2 separate regions of the Gossypium hirsutum genome follow, and region 1 is linked to region 2. A link is a contact called in public Hi-C data. All regions are on one chromosome and are shown on one strand. The core of a region is the stretch at or near the end of the contact, and the rest is flanking DNA. Distances in the headings are between cores, read along the strand shown. Region 1 has its middle 19 kb from the start of LOC121218511. Region 2 has its middle 20 kb from the start of LOC107901525.

The links. Hi-C and Micro-C count contacts between places; a contact is called where the count stands out from the background.
Region 1: a contact with region 2 is called in a Hi-C map of leaf, with 3 times the contacts expected there. The contact joins two enhancer-like sites. A contact is called at or near these places in 3 of 34 Hi-C or Micro-C datasets (all in leaf).

What each region holds. Positions count from the first base shown.
Region 1 is chrD06:20,690,372-20,696,220 of Gossypium_hirsutum_v2.1, forward strand. No RefSeq gene overlaps it. Among protein-coding and RNA genes, the nearest start is that of LOC121218511, 19 kb to the left of the region's middle. Within about 2 kb of position 2,425, at least 1 of the 9 cell types and tissues checked has an H3K27ac peak or open chromatin away from gene starts, as enhancers often do. A contact at or near this core is called in leaf, where this site is marked.
Region 2 is chrD06:20,456,128-20,461,427 of Gossypium_hirsutum_v2.1, forward strand. No RefSeq gene overlaps it. Among protein-coding and RNA genes, the nearest start is that of LOC107901525, 20 kb to the left of the region's middle. Within about 2 kb of position 2,529, at least 3 of the 9 cell types and tissues checked have an H3K27ac peak or open chromatin away from gene starts, as enhancers often do. A contact at or near this core is called in leaf, where this site is marked.

The DNA of each region.
Region 1 (5,849 bases), core at 1,175-3,674, 230 kb after region 2:
ACTTGGAGAAGTCTATGGGCAGTGAAAGACCTTGAGAAAGGGATATGCTGCAGAGTTAGGTCTGGAGAGTAGATTTCGATTTGGAATGTGGTGTGGGTCCCAAGTGCTACAAATTACAAGATTCAATTCTCAACTACTAATCAAAAGTTAGTATATGTCTCTAAGTTAATTTAACAACACGCAAATCGATGGAAAGAAGAGTTAATTAGAAATACCTTTCACCCTGATGACATAGAGAGGATTTTGTGCATTCTTCTTCCTATTGAAAAAAAAAACAGACAGAATGGTATGCTGTGCAGAAGCTTCGTGGGTTTACAGTGTGAAGTGGTTAAAAAATTAATACAAAATGATCGGGACATTAATTTACAGACCATGCAAAGCCAATACAAATCTATGTACAAGAAACTTTGGCTTGTGGATTTACCATCGAAAAAAATACTAGTATGGAAAACTTTAAATAATTTCCTTCCTACTCAAACTAATCTTTTTTGACGAAGACTGGTCAGCTCAGTGAACTGTCCAAGATGCTCGCGAAGTGAAGAGATGAAAGAACATGTGTTCAGAGACTGCCCTTTGGTATAAGATTTCTGGGCTAAACTGGGAATCGAGTGGACCCTGGAGCAAAATCAATTTCAATATAAGGATTGTATCCAGGTTCTATTCGAAAATGAGTCAACCCATAAAATTAGAATTCTTATGTGTGCTATATGGGCTGTGTGGACAGCCAGGAATAAATGGTTACATGAAAAATAGATGTAAAAAAGTGATAAACTGACTCATTCCACTATTGCCTATTTGCAAAGTTGGAAAAAATCAGTAAGAAGTTACCTGTTATCAAACTGATGAAAGAAAATTTGCGACCTCCAGAGGAGAGTTATGTTAAGATCAACTTTGACACTGCATTTGGTAAGCAACAAAAGAAATCATGCACTGGAATTGTGATTAGAAACTCAAGTGTGCAAGTTTTAAAAACAAAAGTCCATTTTAACAGACACATACTGTTAAGAGTATAGGTTGTTAGTTTGTTATTTCAGCTGTTAGGTTGTTAACAATAGCAATAGTTAAGTTGTTAACAATAGCAGTTATTCAGATACTCTATAAATATCTTTGCTATAGTGTAAAACAAAGCAAGTAAGATGTACAGAGAAGTTTCTTAATACAAAATACATTTCATTCTATTTCTTTTTAATCAATACTTTTAGGTTTAAGTTTACCGTAGGTGTTAACTAGTATCAGTCGCCTAAAGGTTCTGGAGACATGTTCCTAGTTTGTTTTCATAGACACCGCAACTTCTGATTCTGCCTCGGTTGAACACGGATGTCAGGGGTTCACTAGTGCTCGACTCGTACAGTCGTTTCCTTGTCACGACGCTGTCAAGTTGGAAGAAGGTATTTTTATTCAATGCCAACAGCTTGTTAGGTTGATCGTTGAAGGTTATGAGCTAACTGGTTTCTTGGACGGAACATTGTCTGCTCCACTGCGCTATGTGTCGTCTCTAGAGGGTTCTCTTGTTCCGAATCTGGATGCTTCAGTGTTTGTTTAACTAGATCGACTACTAGCTTCTTGCTCTCTACGATTCACTCATCACTTTTGTCCTCTTTTACAGAGGCTCATACGGCGGCTAATGTGTGGACTACAGCCACTCGTCTTTTTGCTGCCGTCACAGGTATGAAACTTTCTCGACTTCATCACGATCTTCATTCCATTAAAAAAGGGAGTCTCTCTGTCAAAGATTATGTTATGAAAGTTTAAAATATAAGTGTATTGATTGAGGCTTCCGGATCTTGAATATCGGAGGCGGAGAAGGTTGACATAGTGCTTGCAGCCTTACCTCCAAAGTTTAATGCCATTCTTACCCTAGCCTTGTTCTCATTGGAGCCTCTACCACTTCAACAACTAGTCGATGTTTTACTTGAGTACGAGAATCGTCAAATGCGCGCCGTACAAGATGTGCCACTCCATGCTAATCTATTAGATAACGTTTCGTCACCTCCCCTGGAGAACTCTATTCGCAGTGGTATGTTTTTATTTGGAGGTTGCGGTCAAGGTTTTCGAACCCGTATACAATGCCAAATCTGTAGGTGGTTTGGTCACTTAGCCCAGAGGTATTTTTTTCATTTTAACTAAGAGTATGATGGCCCATCGTCGGGTGCTCGAGCGTCGAATCTGGCAGATCGTCGTGGTCTTGGTGTGTCAATTCTGTTATTGGTATTTGGTCAGCATCATGGGTCTACTTCAATGGCATTGATGTATAGTTTGTTGAGAGAAAATGTTTGGTTGTCTGTTGCGCCTCCTATCAATCAAAATAGTAAGGTTTCTAACCCACTTTTTCAAAGTTCTACTGGTCAATTTGATTGTGGGCCTCAATTTGGTCTTGGGCGTCCAATGTATAATGTGCCTAGGTGCACTAGTGGTGGGGCTTATATGCCGATTGGGCTTGGTCACTTTTATAGGCCTGCTATTCATAGGCCAATGGGCATGAGTTTGTTAATGGAAGTTTGCCATCTGGATCAAATCAACAATTTGGAGGAGCTTCCTTGTCTTTTGGGCCGCCGGTTCAACCTCTTACAAGCTATGGGTGATGGTAATGTGTCTGGGCCGTCTATTCCCTGGCGGACTAAACCAAGGGCTCGTGTGTACACTGGGTCTAACCCCTGCATTAGACTTCCTTGTTTACTAGACTTGCATGCTTTTGATGTTTCTGGCTCCACTGAGTCTCAAGTTAATGCTACTAAATTTGGTTCAAAATTTGAAGGCAGTGAGTCTTATATTCCTATGCCCGTTAAGACTATTACTTGGTATCCAGATTCAGAGGCTACACATCATGTCTGTCGCGATGCCTCTACTTTGCATGATTCTACACCATACTCAGGTACATCCTCTCTCTTAATGGGTGACGGGACTCCCACCAAGATCTCATCTATTAGTAATTCAGTTTTACCTACTCAGTCTAAATTGCTTCGGTTATCTAATATTTTGTGTGTACCGAATATTCAGAAGAATCTCTTGTCTGTGTCTCAGTTTTCCATTGACAATAATGTGTTTTTTGAATTTCATCTGATGTATTACGTTGTTAAAGACATCGAGACTCGGTATATTTTACTAAAAGGCCACATTTTTTATAGGCTCTATCATTTTTCTCTGCCAGTTGTGTCTGCTCAGCCTGTTGAAGTTTATTCAACTACCCGCGTTGGACATCAAAATAAAGATGATGGTGCTATTTTTTCTCTGTGGCACAAACGTCTTGGTCATCCCTCTGCTTCTGTTGTTAAAACTGTGTTAGATAAATGTAAAATTATCCCTGCTAAGTTTTGTCTTGATAATGTTTGTACAGCCTGTCAAAAGGGAAAATCTCATAAGTTGCCCTTTCCCAACTCTACTACTGAATATAGAGATCCATTTGCTTTGGTTGTTTCTGATTTGTGGGGGCCTGCATTAGTTGCCTGTAATCGTAATTGGTATTATGTGTCCTTTATCGATATGTGCACTCGATTCACATGGCTTTATATCATTCGTCAAAAGTCTCAGGCAGTTGAATGTTTTATTCAATTTCAGCAGTTAGTCAAAACACAGTTCGGGAAAACTATTAAACAATTTCAAAGTGATTAGGGCAGAGAATTTCGAGCTTTCACATATGTTTTAGCAACACAAGGGATTATTCATCAATTGTCTTGTCCACATACCTCTTAATAGAATGGGGTGGCTAAACGCAAACATTGGCATATTGTTGACATGGGTGTCACGTTTCTTGCTCAATCGAATCTTTATATGGAGTATTGGGAATATGCATTTTGTTGTGCTATTCATCTCATCAATCGTCTTCCTACCTCAATTTTGAAAGGTCAAACTCCATATAGGGCTCTTTATGAAAAAGACCCTACATATGATTATTTACGTATATTCGGATATTGTTGTTTTCCATATTTACGTCTACTTTTGCGTCATAAATTGGAATTTCGTTCTCGACCTTGTACGTTCTTGGGATATAGTTCTCAACACAAAGGTTATCAATGTCATATGTCGAATGGTAAAGTCGTTATTTCTCGTCATGTTGTGTTTGATGAGCAAAGGTTCTTGTCTCCTTCATCTGCTACAAAGGGAATTATGTCTTCGTCTGGTACTATGGCAACTTTTGTTCCACTTATTAAGAGGGTGCCTGCATCAACTTCACCTCTTGGCTCTAGCCCTTCACTCTCTTTGTCTGATACTCCTTCGGTTGAGGTAGGTTCTGCTCATGAGACACATAGTTCTTCCTCCTTACCCACTGATGATAGTTTTTCTGGCCCTACTGTGCCTACCACTAGTTCTCCACTCTCTCCTCCTCCTCCGTCATCCTCATTTCCTCAGACACATACTCATACGATGGTTACTAGGTCTAAAGCTGGCATCTTTAAACCCAAAGCATTGTTTGTTGAGGCTAACCAAGTAACTCTCGTAGTGATATTACTTGGTTACAAGTGATATTAATCTAGTGCGATTGCCGTTGCTGCTAATCCTGTTTTACATTCCAAATTCAAACATGTCGAGCTTGATTTATTTTTTGTTCGTAAGAATGTAGCTGATGGCTCAATTATTGTTGGTGAGGTCCCTTCCTGTGAACAGGTAGCTGACATTATTACCAAGCCACTCTCTGTATCGTATTTTGATTGATTTCGAGGACTTCTTCGAGTTTTACCTCTTGAAAAGTTAGGTAAATGTTAAAAGTATAGGTTGTTAGTTTGTTATTTCAGATGTTAGGTTGTTAACAATAGCAATAGTTAAGTTGTTAACAATAACAGTTATTCAGATACTCTATAAATATCTTTGCTATAGTTTAAAAAAAAGCAAGTAGATGTACAGAGAAGTTTCTTAATACAAAATACATTTCATTCTATTTCTTTTCAATCAATACTTTTAGGTTTAAGTTTACCGTAGGTGTTAACACATACCATCAGCGTTTGCTGCAGAGGCTCTCCCTTGTGTTCAGGCGATTCAGTTCGGGGCAGAGTTAGGTTTCTTAAGAAGTGACATTGAAGGTGATGCTTTGTCAGTTATCAAGAAGATTCAAAGTGAGGAAGATGACAGATCTGAAATTAGGGCTTACACTTTAGATGCTAAAAGACTAAAAAGTTACTTCATTTCTTGTTGATTTAGACATGCATGGAGACAAATGAACAAAGTGGCACATCTATTAGCAAAAGAAGGACTCGGTATGGAAGAATATGCTTATCTGAGGAACGACCTTCCCAAATCTGTTGCCCAGGCTGGTGAGGAAAATAGACGCGATGGAAGAAGTGCACAACTGATGAGTTCAAGTTGGAACCAAGGAATCATCGACCATGTGATAGGAAAATGTTAAAATGGAATGCTCATGTAATGTGTTTTGACGATTGGGGAAAAGGAAAGTTAGACAGTGAAGATATTTTGGTTCAGCTTGCTCAAACATCAGAACAACTAATTAGCGAGTAAAATCGCTCTTTGAAGGGATATCTAAGTCATAGGTGTTTTCTTGGTTTTTGTTGATGAGTCTCTTTGGAAATGAAATGCCAAAGATGGAAGAAGAAGAAGAAGAAGAGGAAGAAAGGGATTCGTCAATGAAAGATGAATGGTTGTTGATTGATTTTTAGGGGTTTGTTAGGAAATTTGATTGTTTTAGGGGTTTTGTTTTTAGGATTGGGTTTATGTTTGGGCTTCTGCCTCTTTTTTTATTTTATTTTGTTTCATTGTGTTTTTTCCTGTTTTCTTAATAAAAGCAGGGGTCTTTTTCAAAAAAAAAATTATAAAATGGTGTAAATTTAATTATTGAAGTACCATAAAATTAAATATATTTGACTTTTTTCATAAACAAATTATATTTGACTTTAATTTAA
Region 2 (5,300 bases), core at 1,279-3,778:
CTAATTCTCTTTTTAAAAAATAGAGAATTTTCTTTATGTTTTGCAATGAAAAACAAAATATAAGTCCCTTTTTCCCTAATTTTTTAATGATATAAATATAAATGTAAGTTTAGAACACATTTCTGAATTGAATTTGAACAAATGAAATTATCTTCTTTTACTTAAAATTCTTTTTATTAAGATCCACTTGGTACAACAACGTAAAATGTGCATATATCAAATCTTGTAAAAGAAAAAAAAAACTTAAAGCATAATCTCAAATAATAAATTTTCTCATTAACCTCTAGAGTGGTAAAAGCATTATATTATAAGCATAGAACTTGAGTTTAATAATAAGATTGATGTTTTGAGACTTTTAAAATTCCAGGTTCCAACACTATCTTATGTATAGATATAAATTATTTTTCATATATTAATTAAATTAAATATTAATTATCCAAATTAATTTTATTGAAATTAAATTAGATTCTAAAACTTGAAACATTTATTGGTTGGTTCCCATTTGCTTGGGGGGTAAAAGAGATGTGTTAATTTTAGATTGATTGTATAAATAAGGAGAGCATTAGTGTGAGTGAGGAACAGTGATGACTCAAAACTAGTACGCGTGTTGGCATCTTTCGACGTGTCAGATTTAGGCTCTCACTCTCTTGCTCTGTTTGGAATGCGTGACCTTTGTGTTGCGTCAACATAACTCTCCTTTTTTGTCATTCATTCCCCCTGCCTCTTTTTTATTTATTATTATTACGGAGTCATATAATTAGTAATACGTTCTTGAGCCAGTAATATGATGTTCAGATTTGGTGATATAAAAATATAATCTCACTATTTCTTTTTTTTTTTATAATTTACTTGCATTATTTTAGGAGTTTTAGTCATAATGAAAATTTGAACTCATAATGTATATAGCATTTCCATCTCATCCATAAATGATTTTATCTTGTTATATTGGTCATGCATTCACATTTTTCACCTTGCATAAAACTCTTCTATATTCATATATTTATAGATTTTTTTTATGGTAGAGTTAGGATCACATATGAGTCTTGATACCAATATTTAGTTGAACAACCCTCCATCAACCAAAAAAGACATTTCATACTCTTTTTAGAGTCTCGAGAATAAAACCTAAACATTTTAAGAATCCAAATAAGATAGAAAATCAAATTTTATCAAATTATAGGGATGGAAGGCATAATTTAAGCATAAAAATGATAAAGATTATCACTTTTTCGAGTTCCTCATTTAATATTTATCTCGTCCTCTTTCTTCAACCGTAACTCCCTATATCACAAGTGCCCATCAAGTAGTCAAAATTTTATTTCTACTATGAATCATCAAAACGTGCCCATATTTTGATAAAATTTACCTTAGAAAACAAATATATGAGTGAAAAAAAGAATTAGAGTTCCCATAATGGGATTAAGATTGGATGATTATAGCTACCAGAAGAAGAAGAAGAAGAAGAAGATGAAGATGTAAGCATGTAAAATGATAGCACTTATTGTTTGTTTTTGTTGTAGTAAATATAATATGAAGCTTTAATTATCTTTGTAAACAAGCAAGGGCAAGCCAGGCCACGCGACGCCAAGCACAAGTAAACATGCCCTGCCCTGCCATGGGGAAGTGAGTATTATTTATTTAATAATAAGAAAAAGTAGTGCCAGTGAGGGGCTAAGAGTGGGCCGACAACGAAATGGTGGGCCAACACACGGCGCGAATATAGAGGATTAGGCCCATCTTCTTTGTAATGATTTAGACTTCCTATTGTCATTTATTTTATCATTCAAAATAGAGAGAATAATCGGCGGCGGCACTTTATGTGAAATACAACATATCTTTGTATTTATGAATCGATCTTTAAATTAGTGGAGCCCACCTCTAGAGTGCTAATTGGTGTTTGATTAATTAGCTATTTGGCTCATTGGTAAGTGCTCAACGACTCTCTTTTCTTCCCCTCATTTCTTAAATATATCTTCTAAAAAGTAATTTAAAAAAAATAGATCAATAGTCAAATCAATAGTAATTTGATTGGCTCATATGGTTTAATTAGATAAATCATTTAAAAATCAGTTCGATTTGTTCATATTAGTTCATAAGTCAATTAGTCTTATACATCAATTTCTGATCTTACCCATCAATCAGATCCAATTCAAACAATAACATTTAAAATACTAATTTTGTTTCATTTTATTCAAAAAAAGAAGAATAAGAAAGAAAATGCGTGCCTTTATCACTTTCTCATGGGTTATCTTTTGAGAAGAGAGTGAAGTAAATTTGATAGTTTAGATATCAATTCTCATTAAATGAATTGTAAACACCTATATAAAAGTAGGATGGTGAATAAAGGGAGAGATAGATATAGAATATGGGAAATTCTGGAAGACTATCCAAGCCTGAATTATATATTTTATATCCAAATTAATAAGTTAGTCATATTTTAATTGAAATCACTTTGAAGTTGTTATTGGAATAAGTTTGACGTCTATCTTTAGCTCCCAATAAAGAGGGTTATATGAAAGCAAATGGGCTTTGATTGAAGCCTGCTCCTGTTTCCTATCCAATCACTTCAATGGTGAGCCGATTAGGTAACGTTGTGACGAAGCAATTCAAGTTTATTTTCCCAACCTGGTCCAAATAAATCCGTAAATGAAGGATATCATTTTTTTTCATCAACAAAATTTAAATTCAAAACCCGAAAGTTAAAAAGGAGATGCTTGGGTGAATCCATAATGAGTAAAAGAGGTAAAACATTTTTGGTGTAAATAATTGAAAGTGTGAACAATTTAGACAATTACAACATTAATCTGAGATGAGTGGTGGATGATGTTTCATTTTACACCAATTTTTATAACAAGATTGCATTTATTGTCAAGAAAATGCAATCACAATTTGCATTTATCATTTAATTCATTACACAAATGTTAAAAATATAATGAGATACGTCAAACATGAATACCTCTGCTTCTTCTTCTTCTTATTTTAACCATACTCCATATTCTTTTTTTAATTATAAAAATTTAGAAAATCAAATATAAACAATTAATTTTGATCCGTTAATTTATAATTCAACTAATTTAAATAAATAATGAATTATAAATATTTCATCATTTCTTGCACATTCCCCCTTTTTTTTAATCAATTCATTTTATTACTTTTCCTTCCTTTTTCTTAATTTCATATTTAAATCTAAAATTACTTCTTCTTCTTTTTTTTTGAAAAAATTTCAACTAATAGCTTTAATATAGTCATTCGTAAATCTAATCATGTGTCGGGCCAAATTCGAGCCAGGCTAATACAAAATTTTAGGTTCGTTTTCTAGGTCCGAAAATGAGACTTAAATTACGTCCAAACCCAACTTAAATTTTATATCCGAGCCTAACCCGACCTACCCATATTAATTTTTTAGATTACTTTTTATATAAAATTAAATTTAAAAAGTATAATACATCAAATACACTAAAAAATTAAAATAAATGTTTCCTAACAAATTAAAAATACATTTTAAAAAGTTTTTATACTTAAATAACACTAAAATAGTTTTAACTTAGCAAGCAAATGCCTCTAAAATAGTAACAAAATTAACAATAAAATAAGAGTTATACAATATCCAAACAATAACAACAAAATAGTAAGCAACATAATAACAAAATGGTAGCAAAACAACAGCAAAATAACTAATTCAGGTAGGCCCGACCAAAAAACTTCTACCCAAAGCTTGACCCATTTAGAAAATGGACCTTTTTTTATCCAAACCCATTTTTGGGCTATATTTTTTCTCTAACCCACCTACTTTTCAAATAAGCCTCCAAACCTAGACAGATAGCTCAACCCATGATGAAGTCTATTCATTCGCTAATATTTTACATTCATCAAAAGATTGTGAATTCATATACCACAAATCTAAAAATGTGTTTGAGTTCTATATTTGCTAAAATATTTGCAATATCAATGGTAGTTATTACATTTGGAAAAAAGGGAGCAAAAGAAAATATATTGCCATTCATTCTTGTTGCTATATATATATATTTGTATTGTAATTATAGTATGATTTTCTCCCTTAGCATAGCTAGTTGTCCTACCTAATAAATATAGAATGCATATGTAACATAAACATTAATAAAAAAAAATACATAATTAAAAATAAATGTAAAAAAATTGCCTCCTCCAACTCCAACTCTCGACCCTATAAAACTATGCCCACCATTCTCACCTTCATTATTGGTGTAGAAAATACTGCAGAAGCCCAAATTGTTGCAGTGTTTCCAGCAGTTTATTATTAATTAAATTGTCTTGTTTAATATCAAATAATCTAATTTAAAATATCAAATAAATAAAAACAATTGATGAAAACTAAGCTCAATATTATCAAGACTTGTTGATTTGAGCAATAAAAGATTTGTTTATTAAGTAAAGTTTAAATCTTATACATAAAATAATAATAATGTTGAAAACCAATATCGGTTTGATTTCAAATTTAATGAAATGTTAATATAAATTTAGAATTTAGTTAATGTGTTTTTATTTTTAGGAAATTAGTTCATCCACTTTTTCGATGTCAAAATTCAAGTCTAATTATTAATATTATTAAAATAGTTTTGTTAAATTCAAATTCATTATAACGTCTTTTTTTAGTTATATTGCTATAAAGTCTAAATTTCGCAAGGTGAAAAGGAAAATGACTAAATTCCTAAAATAAAAAATATAGCGACTAAATTTTAAATATATAAGGAGTTGAGATACGTATGAGATATTTTAACCTAATACTAACGTATCAAGAGACTGCAATGCAAGATTTGATTTGGGTTGGTGGAAGTGAGGAAGCATCCGTGGCATTGACCACCGCCCGTTTAAGCGCTCACATGGCTTATAGATACCACACCATCTCTCCCCTCGCCTCTATCACGTGCACATTGGACCCCACCCATGCAGCCCCTCCAACTTTAGCTTTTTTTCTTTATTTTTTTAAAATAGAACTAGTTTTTCTTTTCCCACATATATAAAATACAATTTCTTTTTATGAATTACATCCTCAATTGTTTAGTAAATTAGGCGATTTTTTTACTATGTACGTGTAGGATTTTCCCAGTTTATTTGAAACTTGAATTAAAATTATTAAAATTAAAAATAAATTCCTGTTTCATATAATTTTTTTATAAAAATAAAGTATATTTAAAATATGAGTCAGATTTTAATATGTAAAATTTAAGTTTACCTTGACTTGACTCATTTTAGATTCTATTTTTTTTTCTTTTAATTGATTTTTTAAGAAACAAAAATTTAAATAATATAAAAGTTAAATA